Regions from separate parts of the Mus musculus genome. Here region 1 is linked to region 2. A link is a contact called in public HiChIP or PLAC-seq data. All regions are on one chromosome and are shown on one strand. The core of a region is the stretch at or near the end of the contact, and the rest is flanking DNA. Distances in the headings are between cores, read along the strand shown. Region 1 has its middle 83 kb from the start of Gm51759. Region 2 overlaps Phactr2 (phosphatase and actin regulator 2).

What was found. HiChIP or PLAC-seq counts read pairs in DNA pulled down with a chosen protein or histone mark.
Region 1: a contact with region 2 is called in an H3K4me3 HiChIP or PLAC-seq map of the 230-238 cell line, with 10 read pairs. The contact joins two enhancer-like sites. A contact is called at or near these places in 19 of 484 Hi-C or Micro-C datasets (the C2C12 cell line, the HL-1 cell line, the N1E-115 cell line and 11 more) and 4 of 115 datasets of contacts at active chromatin or transcription factors (the 230-238 cell line, astrocytes and large pre-B cells).

What each region holds. Positions count from the first base shown.
Region 1 is chr10:14,206,583-14,213,962 of GRCm38.p6, forward strand. No RefSeq gene overlaps it. Among named protein-coding and RNA genes, the nearest start is that of Gm51759, 83 kb to the left of the region's middle. Within about 2 kb of position 1,264, at least 130 of the 459 cell types and tissues checked have an H3K27ac peak or open chromatin away from gene starts, as enhancers often do. A contact at or near this core is called in the 230-238 cell line and uterus, where this site is marked.
Region 2 is chr10:13,437,022-13,444,514 of GRCm38.p6, forward strand. The region is part of intron 1 of Phactr2 (phosphatase and actin regulator 2); the gene reads right to left. Among named protein-coding and RNA genes, the nearest start is that of Phactr2, 34 kb to the right of the region's middle. Within about 2 kb of position 1,575, at least 69 of the 459 cell types and tissues checked have an H3K27ac peak or open chromatin away from gene starts, as enhancers often do. A contact at or near this core is called in the 230-238 cell line and uterus, where this site is marked.

The DNA.
Region 1 (7,380 bases), core at 14-2,513, 770 kb after region 2:
CTCAATTAGTGATCAAGGGGGAAAGGTCCCTTGTGGGTGGGACCATCTTTGGGCTGGTACTCTTGGTTCTATAAGAGAGCAGGCTGAGCAAGCCAGGGGAAGCAAGCCAGTAAAGAACATCCCTCCATGGCCTCTGCATCAGCTCCTGCTTCCTGACCTGCTTGAGTTCCAGTCCTGACTTCCTTTGGTGATGAACAGCAGTATGGAAGTGTAAGCTGAATAAACCCTTTCCTCCCCAACTTGCTTCTTGGTCATGATGTTTTGTCCAGGAATAGAAACCCTGACTAAGACACCCTCCTTTGGTCTCTCACTTTCACGAGGATCCTGTTATTTACTAAGCTGACCTAGGGAGCAGTAGGGACCTTCTCAACACTGTGTTTACAAGTGTGTGCTATACCCTGCTTTTTTTTCCCTGGATTCTGGGGATGCAACTCAGATCCTCACGCCTGAGGAGCAGGACTTTGCTGACCAAGCAATCTCCCCAGCCCCTCAATGAACTTTCCTTTCTGACTCTGTTTAAAGTGGATAAACAGTATGGTTAATGTTGAATCCACTTACCACCTTGCTTTAAGATTCCTTGCTCATGCACCTCATTATATATGCTTATATCCAAAAAGGCTTGATCTTGGCTGAATGTGGGCACACTTCCCAAAGCCTCCTGATGCTTTCGGGTAAGTGGGCTGTCAATCAGAAGCTCTGGCTGAGGATGCAAATGCCTGCCCTTTCCAGCTTCATGGCTCTTTGGGTGGTGTCCTTAGGAAGCGCTCTCAGCTGGATGAGAAGCGAGTTAGACTCTGTCATACTCCACCTCATAGAACCCACTCTCCAGCTCTGCTATTTTTGCTTCTCCTCTTACACTGCTGTTTGCTCTTTAAAATAAGTGTCTGCTCATTATTCCTTCAAGCCCCACTTGACAATATCCAAAGGGACCAATTCAGCTACCAAACATGCACTACAAACATAAACAAGCGAGAGGCCGAATGAATGTTTCATTTTTCAACCTATTTTGACATGTTGGAGATGCATATTGATCTTTCCTTGCTTTCTCCGATCTTCAGCAACTACCCGGATGGAAGGAAGACAAAGAAACAGTTTTTTTTTTTTTTTTCTTTTAGTCCTCAGACTAATTGCTCTCCCTCAGTTTTTGCTTCATTGTATCATACATCTGCGGCTTCTGGGACAGATTGCAAGCTCCCAGAAGGGAGGGGGAGTAGTTTGTTATGAAACAGGAAGTGAGAGTCGGAGTAGCATGTGTCAAGCAAGGCCTGTGGTTTCTATTTAAGTGACAGAATCAGCTCTGGAGATGAAGTAGAGAGAGGAGACAGTCTTTCCTAAGTGCAAAGTCACGGCTTTTCTGAATTATATGACTGATACATTTTTGTGGAACAACATTTTTTTTTAAATTACTTCCAAACTTCATTTGAAGCTCACATTGCCAAGAAAGCCAGACTACCCTTCCCTCATAACTCCATGACATCACCCAGTTAAATCACTTTTCAGGGAACATCTCTGTTTTGCTCCTGCTATTAAGTATTATCTAATGTTCTTCCCCGAATCCACTGGAAAATTAGACTCTTTTTGTTAAGGTTTAAGTTGTAATGTTATTACTGATGTGTAGCCATGGATGGCCTGTTTTGAGAAAAAAATTAATTTTAATTTTAGCAGTAGCGTGTTATGGCTTGTGTGTGTGTGTGTGTGTGTGTGTGTGTGTGTGTGTGTGCAAAGAAGACTTTTTTTTTCTGTCTGGCAGTGAGTCACAGTTTTAGTACTTTGAAAGGCTTGCCACAGGCTTCTTTCTCACGTGTGAGCATCACTTTGAAATAACAGTGAGCCGAGCCGGCTGATGCAATTTTGAAGTTAGCTCCTCTGCAGAGAGCACAGGGAGAAGAAACAGGGAAGGCATTTGGCTAGAGGTCTCGGACAAGGTGAGAGTCCGCTGCAGCCTCCCTGTCAACCTGGATGACACAAAGACAGTGTTTGTTCCTGATCCCAGTCAGGAGAGAGACCCTCAGCAGGGGCCATAGCAGACAGCCAACTTTTTCTATGTTACAGTGTTAAAAATATACTTTGATGTCATTCTTGGAGCTTTCAAATACAGAGGAATCGCTGAACATTTGTGCACTTCTCAAAGCAAGTTATGGATAAATTAATAACAATTTTCAGGTTAAAATATAGGACAAAGTGCTATATTTTATTTTCATCTAAACAGAGACTGAGTTCTTCTTGTCTGTTACTGAATACTTTACCCAGATGCAGGGAAGATGACTTCGGCTCATCAAAAATATATGACTCGTTGAATTATCAAAATGCAGTACTTATTGAGTCTCTACTATTTAATAAGTGCTCTCTTAAAATGATATACTGAAACACTATTTAAAATTCTCTACATTCATTTACTCACATGCTTGTCCCTTCACTGTGGAATAAACAACATTACTCCATGGACTTAGGAGATGGGCTAGAGAGATGGCTCAGTGGTTAAAGGCACTGACTGCTCTTCTAGAGGTCTTGAGTTCAATTCCCGGCAACCACATGGTGGCTCACAACCATCTGTAATGGGATCCGATATCCTCTTCTGGCATGCATGAAGGGAGCTACAGTGTACTCATAAAAATAAAATAAATAAATAATTCTTTAAAAGCCCATAAATATAGGCTCATTCTCTATCTCTCTGAAGTCCAGTAGTCCGGTCTGGAAAGGCATAAGAAAAATTAGGCTCACTGTAAATACTATTCTACTGGGTGGGAACGGAAGGAATAGGTGGTCTCATGAGAGGGCCCCTTTCACTCTTTATAGGCAGAGGAGGTAGAGGACCAGGAAGTATTCTAAGAGTTAAGAAATGTTAAGGCAAGAATAGCCCACAGAGCATAGCAGTGGTCATTATGACACCGCTCTGATTGTCGGCTGTCCCACCAAGCACTGATGCTGTCCTACAGTGTCCCACAGAACACTGTAGATGGGGAGGTGGCCTGAGAGGGCAGAAATCATCCAATGAGCCTCCACCGAGGGGCCTCTGCAGAGTGTGCATGCTGGTTCCTGATTTAATAGGGTTCCCTTTGTGCTGCATCTCAACAAGATTCTACATAGCATGTGCTAAAACGACAATTTCCTTTTCAGAGCTAAAAAGGAACCCTTTGGGCTAGATTATGTAGAGCTATATGTACCTTAGACAGATGATGCCTATCGCCTGCATTAAACTCTCATCATAATAAAAGTAATGGAGATGGTAAGGATAATGAATGACATCACACATTTTCAAGGAAAGGGCATGGAGACCCATTGAAGAAAATTATAGGATGTCTTTCGATGTTTTAAAAAGAAACACGCAGTAGCTTCTACCATTTCACAGAAATGGGTGTATTTTGCCTGATCATATTCAATAAGGCATCGCAGAGGGAATATATAAATGCATACATATGTTTCAGAAAGACAATTTGAAGATGGCTAATGCGCCGAAAGAGTCTAGGGATGTGGTAACAGTATAATGAAACAGATGCTGCAATGCTCACAAACACCGCATCTGCGCTGCAGGTACTGAACAGATGAGGTGAATTAAAATCATCTGTTTCTACTATTCCTCTCAACCCACTTACATAATCCTGGGCCAACTCCTAAAGGGGAGGATTTGCTGAACTTCCTCTTCCTTAGTTCTTGGTAAAGAGTGAATCACGGAGTGCTTACCGCTAAGGAAGACAAATCTCTCCACAACCCAGAGTATGGTGTGATATACATGCAACAAGGGAGAGTGACAGTGCACCAAGAAATCTCTGTGAACCAAGTTCGTGGTTTTGCTTCTAGCTGCTATCTTTCTGGGATCATTGGCCGCTGAGGCTCAGGATGTACCCCTGGGGTAATGGTTTCCACACAGTGGGGATAATTCTCAAGACAGCACTCAGTTCAGATGTCCTTTTCTCTCCAACAGTCAGGGTGGTCTCGGAAAGCCTTTCCATAGCTGTGTGGAGAGGAAAAGAAGGTATTTTGTAACAGGCAAGTGGCAGTGATTCCACATTGGAGAGTGGGCCCTGGAGACAAGCCAGGCTCTCCACAGTCTTGCGTTTGCCTGAGTCTGTGCATTCGCAAGTAGAACTCGAAATAGCACGAGTTATATAAAGACGGCTGATGAAGACGCTGAACTTTAATGTGTGATGCTGTGAAATCATAGATGACACTAGCAAATTCTCCAAATCAGTCTTTAAAGAACGTCACTTGTACACTGGTCCAGAGTACTGCAAAGGTCCTGTCCTGTTCTGGGAAGAGAAAGAGCAGCATCATGAGGGAACTATCTGCCCAGCTGGGTCTGACCATGGCTTTCCTCAGTTCCTCGGTGAGGAAAGAGCTGAAGTTAGACAGCAGGCTATCATCTAGTTCTACCTGCAGCCTAATTGTCATTAGTTATTGTGACTCTGGACTGTTTCAGGTGAGCAAGATGTTCCACCGCATCGGTCTAGTGGTACTCAAGGGTCGGTTTTGTGTGCCTATGTGTTTGCGTAGATATGTGTACACATATTTTCCTTTAACAATATAATAAAAGTAATCCCATCTGGATCTGCCACAGTGAGATATGTGCACTAGATATGCGCTACTGATATAGCAACACCAAACAGCACTCCCCAAACACAACCCCAACAGGGAAAATTCCTCTCTGGGAGTGCCAGAAGAGCACCCGCAAGTCTGTGCTTGTTAAAGCGATTCGTGGAATGTTTGAGAGCTGAACACCAGGCCTAAGGCCTTTTTTTTTTTTAATATGCAAGGATGCTGAGGCCAGCACAAAAGGCTATCCCTGGGACTAGAACCCCTGATCTCAAGAGCATCCTTCGAGTTCTCACTGAGAACACAGGGAACTGATGCAGCCTTCCAGTAGAAGAGATTGTGCGATGTAATCATGTTACCTGCCCCACAAAGAATTGTATTTCCCAACCTGAAAAATGCACCCTGGATTCACGCATGTGTGACAATGAAGCCAGAGCTCTTATGAAGAGCCTTTCTTGTTCCTTTATTTCTCACTGGTTATGGGAGAATGGCAGAGCCATCACTCACTATGTTCCCCAGCACGGCTAGGAAACCGCAAATCTGCAAAGACAGATGGTGGGAGGGGACAATTTTGGAAATAGCATCATGGAGGCTGAAGTGTCTCACTCTCTAGTTGGGCACATCTGTTTCCTGACCACTTAATTACCTCTCGCAAGAGTCCAAAGCCTGTGCTCTTTCCTGTTTTTCTAGTCACAGGTAAATGCTTCTACGCTCCACATGGTCCCAAACATAAAACAGAGAGAAGTCCGCTTTATGTATTGCTAGAAGATAAATACAGATCTCCTCTGCAAACATGTCACCATTTCTAAAGAGTTATGGTCTCAATGGATGGAGACAGAATATAAAAATCTCTCACAAGAAGTGAGTTTTATGATCCCAAAACCCAACCTCTTCCTTTAAACACAAGAACATGTTCTGGAAATCGCAAGCTGTCCCCAGGAAGGAACATGAAATCTCGAGGAGTTGAAGCAAGGAGAGATGCGTGGGAACCCTGGAGTGATGACATGGCAGCTTGCCAGGTCCCTTGGCAAGTGGGAGTGTTTGAGGAACCACTTCCTGTGCGCCTACATTTCAACACTCCTGCTTACAGGAGGTGTTCGGCTGGAGAGATAGTCCAACTGAGAACAACCAGGCACTGCCTTGTAGGGACACAGATGAAATGGGAAAGACAAGGAAAAGCAGCAAGCAGCAATGGTGGCACCGCAGGATATGTGGGGACACCAATGACCATCACACAGCAAGCATCTCTTCACACAGTACATTTGGACTTGTTACTTTTTCTAGAATTCTCCTCCTAGCTCCTCACAAAGATACTTTTCTTAGCTATGGCATTCCTGAGTCCCATCTTTCCATGGCTTTCCTGTGTCCCTCCCTCCATGGCATTCCTGTGTCTCCTCTTATTTCTTTTCTTTCCCAGGATCCTGTTCATTTCCTTTACAATACAAGCCACAATGTGATATTCTTTTTTTAAAAATTGGTAATTTAATAAGTATTTGTGGAGAACCTCTTTTATTTCAGGCATTATACTAAGCCCTGGGATGGTGATGAACAAGTAGATGACAGGCTCTGGTCCTTTGAGTTTCTTGCATCGCGGGAACAGGAATGTGTCACACTCAGGAATACTGACCTAAGCCAGGTGTTGTGCCCTACTTTGTGTGAAGAGCAGTCCAGCTCCCTTACTCTACTCAAAGTGCACACAGCACGTAAGTGATGTAGGATCAGTCAGCAGCTCCCTCCTGTCACTGGATGAGGTTTGGATTCTTGTCCTGCGTCACAGCTTACTCAGAACCCCTTGGTGTTCCTTGCTCGGAGTCTCTTTTTGTAGGACAGAAGCCCCATGGTATCATGGTCCCTTGGTTACTACTTCCCTGTTGTATCCTTGGTGTATGGCATGCAGGGAGTGTTTAGAGATGTTTACAGGGCAGGGCTAGCATGGGGCTCAGTCATGGGCACTCACCTAGTGTACCCCAGACCCTGGATTCTATTTTCAACATAGCAAAAAAAATTTTTTTAAATCATTAAAAACTAAGCATCTTCTGAATGAATGTAGGAAAATGGTTCATAAAAAAAAAACCATAAGGAATCCCCTGGGCTATTTGCATATAAAGGACAGCACCCTTAAGAAATTGCCATGTCTACTTATGCTGTGTGGTAGTAGAAACTTATTGTTGCTCTTGGTTTTGATCACATCTCTTCTAACAGAGACACATTCTACTGCTCACTGTGTGTGACCCCTGTATCCTCTCTAGTTAATACTTAAAGTGAAGCTTGAAATCCTCTCTTATTACCATCTCCTGTCTACCTGTTTATTGATGTTGCTGTGTTTGGTCTCCAGGAAGCTTACCCTAGTTCCTGAAATGAAAACCACCTCCCCTCAGCTTGGCTCTCAGATGAGTGACTCAGGGGCTGGCTCCTACACCCTGGCATCAGAACTCAGAAGCCAGGAGTTTGGAAGAGTCTTTATTTTGGTATCTAGGTGAGAAGAAAATACCTGGTCCATCTTGCCAGTACTCAGGAAGAAGCAGAGATAAGTCATAACAATAAAGATTGTATCTGGGTTGAAGGTGATTCTGTTCATAAGCACACACACTCTGCCCTGAAGCATGGGTCAGGCTGCCCCGTCTCCGTTTCATAGATGCAGTAATATGTTGTCAGCAGACTCGTGTGTTTTGGCACAGCTATGGAATGGCTTCGAGGCAGGAAGACTCCGAGTCTGTGAAGTAATGAATTTCACACATGTTCCAACAGAATCAGGAAGGGTTGAGAAATTTTCTGGGGAATGAAATGAACTACAATGGGAGGAAAATTCTCAGTCAGCAGTGTGTCTATTAAAAGCTTTCTTAGCCAGTG
Region 2 (7,493 bases), core at 325-2,824:
AGAAACATGCCAGTTTTCATAGCTGTCTGTGCTTAACAGCTTAAACACAGGAGAGAGGGAGAGGGAAAGAGATTTCCTTCCCAAACATAGCCGCACAGCTCTGCGCCAGGTCCCTCTTACCCAGCTGGAGGCTACAGCCAGACTGAGCCAGCAGCAGGTTCTCCATCTATGTCCAGGCTCCAGGCTGCCTGGGAGCTTTAGGAGAACAAGGTGACCGATCCCCACAATTGCCATAGCCTCGAGGTACAGGCGCCGAGATTGTATGACTCGATACTAAGTCCAGCCTATTAGAAAGGGCTCTACAACTCACTGATTCTCTTGACTTTGGTCACGGTTCCACGATATAAAACATCTTAGACCCCATTTAACAGAGGTAAAAATGAGCCAACCTTCCTTCGAGTTGGCACGGGACCTAGAACCAGCATCTGAACTCTGAGCGTCCCATTCACTACCCAGGATCTTTTGTGAGACTGACCAAGAAGGAAGTACTCAGGTACCCTGGCTCTTTGAAAGTCATAATAAAGGGAAGTACACAACAACAGAAAAGAAGTGTTTAAGATATAAAGAGAAAGAGGGCCAGGAATATGACTCAGGATAGAACATTTACCTAGGAGCTGTGAAGCCAGAATTTCAATTCTTAGCACACTGAAAACAAAAAGCCATCTTTCAGGTTGGAGAGACAGCTGGGTGGGGTGAAATATTTATATGCAACCGTGATGACCTGAGTTCAAATCACTAACACCTGTGTAAAATCAAGGCTTGAAGGAACACAAGCACAGTGCTGAGGTGACAGAAAGAGGCAGAGCCCAGGGTCTCAGTGGCTCCCAGCCTCACTGAAATACAGAGCTTCAGTCAGGTTCAATTAGAGATCTCATCTCTAAATCAACACAGAAAGCCAGCAAGGAGTACATCTGATCATGACCCCCTGTCTTTACCTGCCCATGCACACGTATGGTGTGTGGACCTGCACACACACACACACACACACACACACACACACGAGAGAGAGAGAGAGAGAGAGAGAGAGAGAGAGAGAGAGAGAGAGAGAGAGATGCAACTTCATGATTGCTATTATGCAAAGTATGCATAGTAGCTATTTTCAAGTTTTCCCTGTGATACTGAACGAGCAGTGTGGGGTGGTGGTGGTGGTGGTGGTGGTGGTGGCTAGGACCTTTCTAAATGTGAGCGCTGCAGCCTCCTCAATCTCTTCAAAGCCCCATTCCTCTCACTGCCCCCAGCCCCACCCCTCAGCTCCAAGAGTATTCAGAACTCTGGTATGCCCGAGCCACATGCTGATAGATCAAAAGTTGAACTCAGCCAACCATGAAGAGGAAAGTTCACACTTCACCTCACCAATTTGTGCGTCCTGGCAAGGTTTGAGGGAACCAGCAGAGGGAAGCCCCACCTGAAGCAAACGACCATTTGAAAATCTAAGACCAAAGCTAGAAACAGTAGGAGCTGTGAGAAGAAGTATGGATGCTTTTCACTCTCAATAGGGAAACTGAAGATAGAGGGAAGCCAGAATTGTGCCCGGTATGTAGACCTCTGTGGTGTTCATAAACAAACACCCCGAAACCACAACTGCTGCTTTCAGAATGACTCCAGGGACTTGAGGACCGGAATTACTCCACAGTGGTGCACAGAGCTAGAGGATTTGAGAAGAGAAAGTGCTAGTGTGACAGGAACAAAAGCCAGTCAAGTAAAGAGGCGACATGGTCACCATGGGAGGGAGGAGAGACAGAACAGAGTGCCTGGCTGCTCTGATGGTTCAGGTTGTCCACAAAACATAACGTAGAATCACCTGAGAACAGAGTCTCGACAAGGGACTGGCTAGATCCCGTTAGCCTTCCAGGATGCCGGTGAGGAATAATCTTAATCGGGAATAACTAAGGTAGGAGGACCTGCCCACCGAGGGTGGCGTTATTCCCCAGGCAGGAAATCCTGAAGTCTAAGGGTGACAAAAGCGAGCTGAGAATCACTTCTATTCCTGCCCACGTTCCTGCTGCCTGCAACTTCAGCCTCCTAGCTATGATGGACCCTAACCTGGAGTCATGAGCCACAAGACATCTTTTCTACCCTTAAGCTGTGTTTGTTGGGATATTTTGTCAAAACAACAGAAAAGAAATGAAGACTGTGGCTAAAAGCTTAAGAGTGATAATCCAAGGACACATAAGGAGATTTGGGTTCTGTCCAACCATTCCTGAGACAACTGGGAAATTTGAATACTGAATCTGCAATGGGTTCTTGTTCAAGTTTCTAGTACTATCATGGCATTATGGCTCTGTTTTCTAAAAAGAATCCTTATAGTATTAAACTATTTACAGGAAAGTCTATATGATGTCTGGAATTTGCTTTGTGAGATACCAAAATGGGGGAGGGGAACCTAATGAGTCTAAAAGAGAAATCTTGGACCACAAGTTGGGAACAACTGAAGCACTGAGAGTAGACACTTGAAGGATCATTCTAGAATTCTATCTACTTTGGGTTATTTTCAATACTAGAAACTAAGTTTAAAAATAAAAGTCTGAAGTGTTTGGGGTGTAACTATAGTTTCTGCCACATTCACATCCTTTCCTTTTCTCGGCTTCTAGAAACAGTGCTGTTCCACATCCCTTACTCAGGGAACCACCCCAGTTCATTTGGTTTTCTTGGGTGACACCAGAGTTTCCATCCAATGAGCCATGTGATCTAACCACAGCCACCATAGTCCTTCTGTGGGATTTCATGTGGGAGCCCTACAAAAGAGAAGTTCTCTGGGATGCCTCAATAAGATGGCTGGGATCTGGAGACACCCAGAGCTGGGGGACTGAGGAAAAAGGTAGGGTGGGGACAGGAGAAGGCTTACAATGAGGTGATAATAATGTCCAACTGAGTTCCTGAATCCCTTGTCCAGCTTTACCCTGTCCTATGAAAGGAGACCACTAAGTTCCCTCTTAAGTACTTTTTTTTTCCAAGACAGAAGCTCATGTAGCTGAAGCTAGCCTTGAACTCCTGATCCTCCTGCCCCACTCCCTGTGTGTGGGATTGTGGGTGTATACTAACCCCAACAGAATTGCAGACTCAACAACTTTAAGGATGAGCTGAGAAGAACATCCTGGATTATCCACATGGTCTCAAGAAATTAGGAGGCTCCTTTTGAGAGGAAGGTAAGGCCAGAGTCAGAGAGAGGAAAGTGGTCACAAGGCAGAGATAGTCTGCCACACTTTGAATATGGAAGAAGCAGCCTGGGGCAGTTAAACTTTGACTGTCAACTTGATGTGATCTACAGTCACCTAGGAAGGCAGCCCATAGGCACACCTCTGAAAGATGATCTGCACGAGGCTAACCTTCAGGCTTGCCAGAGAGGGATTATCTTAGTTGGGTAACCTGAAGTGGGACAAGACACCTTAACTGTGGGTGGCAGTGCCATTCTGTGGCCGGAATCCTGGGTTGAATCCAAAGGATTACAAGAGCACAGGGGCACATCACGCACTGCTTTTTTTTTTTTACTGCAGGTACAGTTTAACCAGCTGCCTCCAGCTCCTGCCACCATGCCTTCTCAGTAATGATGGCCTGTTCTCTGGAGCCCCGAGCCAAAGCAGGCTCTCCCTTAAGTTGCCTCTGGTAAGGTTTGTTTTTTTTTTTTTTTTTTTTTTTTGTAGCTAATATTGGAGCAAGACTGAGGAATGTGATGGCCTTGACAGGTGAAAAGGAGCAAGGAAAAGCTCGCTGGACCTTCTGAAAGGAATGTAGGCCTGTTCAACCCTGATTCCAGAGTGTTGGATCTCTGTCACAGGAAGACGGGGAGTCACTGTTGTTGAGTGATATGCTACGGTGGCCTTGGAGAACACACATACACACCTTGTATGTACTCAGCATCTCCTCCTGATAGACATCAGGGGGAGTTTAGTAGGAACCGCCAAGATTCACACCAAACCCACCGCACTTAAAGCCTTCACCGGCCAGTAACTAACTGTATCCTTCCATAACTTCAGGCCAGTGCCTGGCGATCACGTTATCTCACGTCTGGGTCCATTTCCCAACATGGTCATCGCTACCACGGGTCCTGAGCCTGGAGCATAAGAATGGCCTCAGCATCCTCCTTCCTCTGCCCCACCCACACCTGTCTACTTCCAGCGTAGCGGGCAAGCAAACCCTTCACAGTCCTGACTAGAGCCTTCTAGATCTTCAGACCATGTAATCTGAAGTGGCAAAGCGCAGGCCCTCCTCTACCACGCCTCTCTCAGATCACCCTGCAGCAACCACACTGGCCAAGCTTAGCAGGCCCCGTGTCTGGGTCTCTCTGTTGCTGCTTTTCTTGGAATGTTCTGTCTCTGCTGGCTGCCTGTTCTCAGTCTCTGTTCACTACCCTGGTTTCATAGCAGAGACCCTAAATATCCAGGTACAACCCTACCTCAGGCACCTTCCTCGGCTCTGCCTCGGAGCACTCTCAAGCTTCGTTCCATTGTCCTACTTCTGGCTGTTTCTTGAACACTCACAACTTCCTAGTAGATTACATGTACTTAAACAATGATGATTAGTCTATATTTGCTGTCTTCCTCCTGGACTGAGCGGGGCACAGGGAACCTGGTCTCAGTTTGGCTTTTGATCTCTCCTGACAAACCCAGAACAACGCCCACCCTGTAATAGGTGCTCATTAAACACGAGTAGAGTGGGTGAATGAATATATGAACGTTGACCTCCGGTCTGTTCTAAGCACTGGCAACCAGAAAATGCCTCATGTATATCTATCTATTGAGCTGAGCTGTCGTTTTAGCTTAGAGGACTCTGCCAATATGGATTGATGCTTTATACTGCAGCTCTTTGTATAAATGGGAGCATCCCTATGTGATCGTGTCTCCTGTGCCTGGCTTTAAAAAATCAAAGCCCATCGATACGACTCCATTATACCTCCCACACAGGAGGGCTTTGTTGGGCTAGCTAGGCAGCTGTTATTTTTAGGGCCCGTTATTGTCTGTAACTTTGCCACTTAGATTCTGCCAAAGCCCCTACTTCTGATCAGCAGCCCTTCCGAGAATCCTGTCTGACAGGACCTGGCACTGGCCCATGGGTGAACCCCAAAACGTCCAAGCACAGCAGGGGGGTCTCATTGGCAGCAGGGCATCCCCATGCACTGCCTTGTAAGCCCCACAATCACCCCTTGCTTTCTATCTGCTTTGTTTAGAGGAATTTTAAATACAGACTTGTGTGGCTCACAACTATCATCACCGCACTCGGGAGGCTGAAGCAAGAGGATTGCTGCAAGTTTGAGGCCATCCTTGGTAACATAGTGAGTAACGAGTCAGCCTGATATACAGAGTGTGGCTTTGCCTCAAACAAAAAACAAAGTAAACTTAAAAAATCGAGAATTCCCTCATCTCATGAGGTCCCATAAACTTACACAAGATTTTTTTAAAAGTACTATCAGAGGGCTCTATAGTTGGAGAATAAAAATATATAAAACCAGTAATCATATTAGAACTACTCATTTACCTCAAGTATTATCTATGTGAGCGTATGAGGCCATCGAGTTAATATATAGACTAAAAACTAAAATTAACTAATTTCAGTAAGCTGAGTTTGAGTTTTCCTGGCTTAACAGAAATGAAATTTCATGAACAAAACAAATATAATTTAATGTTTGGAAAAAAAATGTTGATAATGGATTTGCACCAGAGAACATGATTTTGACTTTGATGAAATTTTACCAATTTTTAAAATACAAGAAGAAGAAGGAGAAGAAAGAGAGAGAGAGAGAGAGAGAGAGAGAGAGAAAGGAGGGAGGGAGGGAGGGGAGAGAGAGAGAGAGAGAGAGAGAGGAAGAGAGGAAGAGAGGAAGGAAGAAAGGAAGGAAGGAAGGAAGGAAGGAAGGAAGGAAGGAAGGAAGGAAGGAAGGAAGGAAGGGAAAGAAAGACAGAGAGACAGGCCATCAAGGTGGCCCAGACACTTAACGCCAAGGCTGCTGACCTGAGTCAGATCCCCAGGAGCCTCAGTGAAAGCTGGTCTCTTCTAAACTGATCTCTGACCTTCGCATGAATGCTGTGACCTGTGCATAACACACACACACACACACACACACACACACACACACACACCATAGCATACACACAGAACAATAGAAAGAAAAATGAGATAACTTTTAAAAGGGAAAAAGTAAAGGGTCTGAAATGAGTCTCATTCCATTTAACTGTAGTGCTTACTTTTTAAAATTATGTGTGTGTATCTGTACATGTGTGGTGTATGTGATGTGTGTGTGTCTATGTGTGTAGTGTGTGTGTGTGTGTGTATATATATATGTGTGTGTGTGTGTGTGTATCTGAGTGTGTTGTGTATGTATGATGTCTCTCTGTGTGTAGTATGTGTCTCTGTGTGTTGTGTGTATGTCTGTGTGTCTGTGGGGTGTGTATGTGTGGTATGCGTGTTGTGTGTGTTGGTGTTGTGTGTGTCATTGTTGACACCGCATTTTATTTTTCTAGCTACTTCTTTGATTTTAGAAAAAAATGTGGGTAAGATTTTCTTTTTATTTTTCTTATCTTTTTAAAAAGATTTATTTATTTCATATACATGAGTACAGTCTTCAGACACACCAGAAGAAGGCATTGGATCCCATTACAGATGGTTGTGAGCCACCATGTGGTTGCTGGGATTTGAACTCAGGACCTCTGGAAGAATAGTGGGTGAGTGCTCTTAACCGCTGAGCCATCTCTCCAGCCCTGTGGATGAGATCTTAACTATGTTCTTTATTTTCTCCTTTTGCAATCAGTGACAGGAACTGCACTGTGCAGACTGGAAGATACAACTATTAACTGGAGAAATTCAGACATGTATGCAATCTAGCAGAGACCATGCCAACATCGTGGAGAGGTACTGTCACTAAGTCCACAAAACCACAGAGGGACAAAGATGCCACAAAACCACAGAGGGACAAAGAGACTCTGACACAAAGTAGCGACAGATGACTAGGGTTTTACAAGACTGGACAAGACACCCTGAGCAGCCAGCCACCTCGGAATGTTCAGCATGGAAAATGTCTCCCGCCGTGATGTATGACCGTCTAGCCTTCCTTGTCAGCCTGACTCCTCTGTGAGAGCATTTCCAGAAAGACTGAACTGAGGGTGGAGGGCTCGCTCTGAATCTGAGAGCTCATCCTGTGCGCCATGGTCCCAAGTAGCGTGAGAAGGCTTGCCTGCTTTCTCGTCCACCCAGATGTGAGCGGCTAACATACTATGGCTTCCCAGTCATTATGGACCATTCCCTCTGACCATACACCAAAATAAACCAGTTCCTGCATGAAGTTTCTTGTTATCATGCAATTTCTGCAGCAACCAGAAAAGTCAGCAATCCACGGTGCAACGGAAGGGCCGTTGGGAGCCCTGGGTGCAGCAGAAGTTCAAGGGAGGGAAACTGTCCTTCAAGCGCCAGCTGGTTGCAACCCTGCATTTCCTCCGACCCTTGAGCCTGTGGTTAAAGGTTCAGCCACACTGGGTAACCTAGCTCTCTCCAGCTCCCTACCC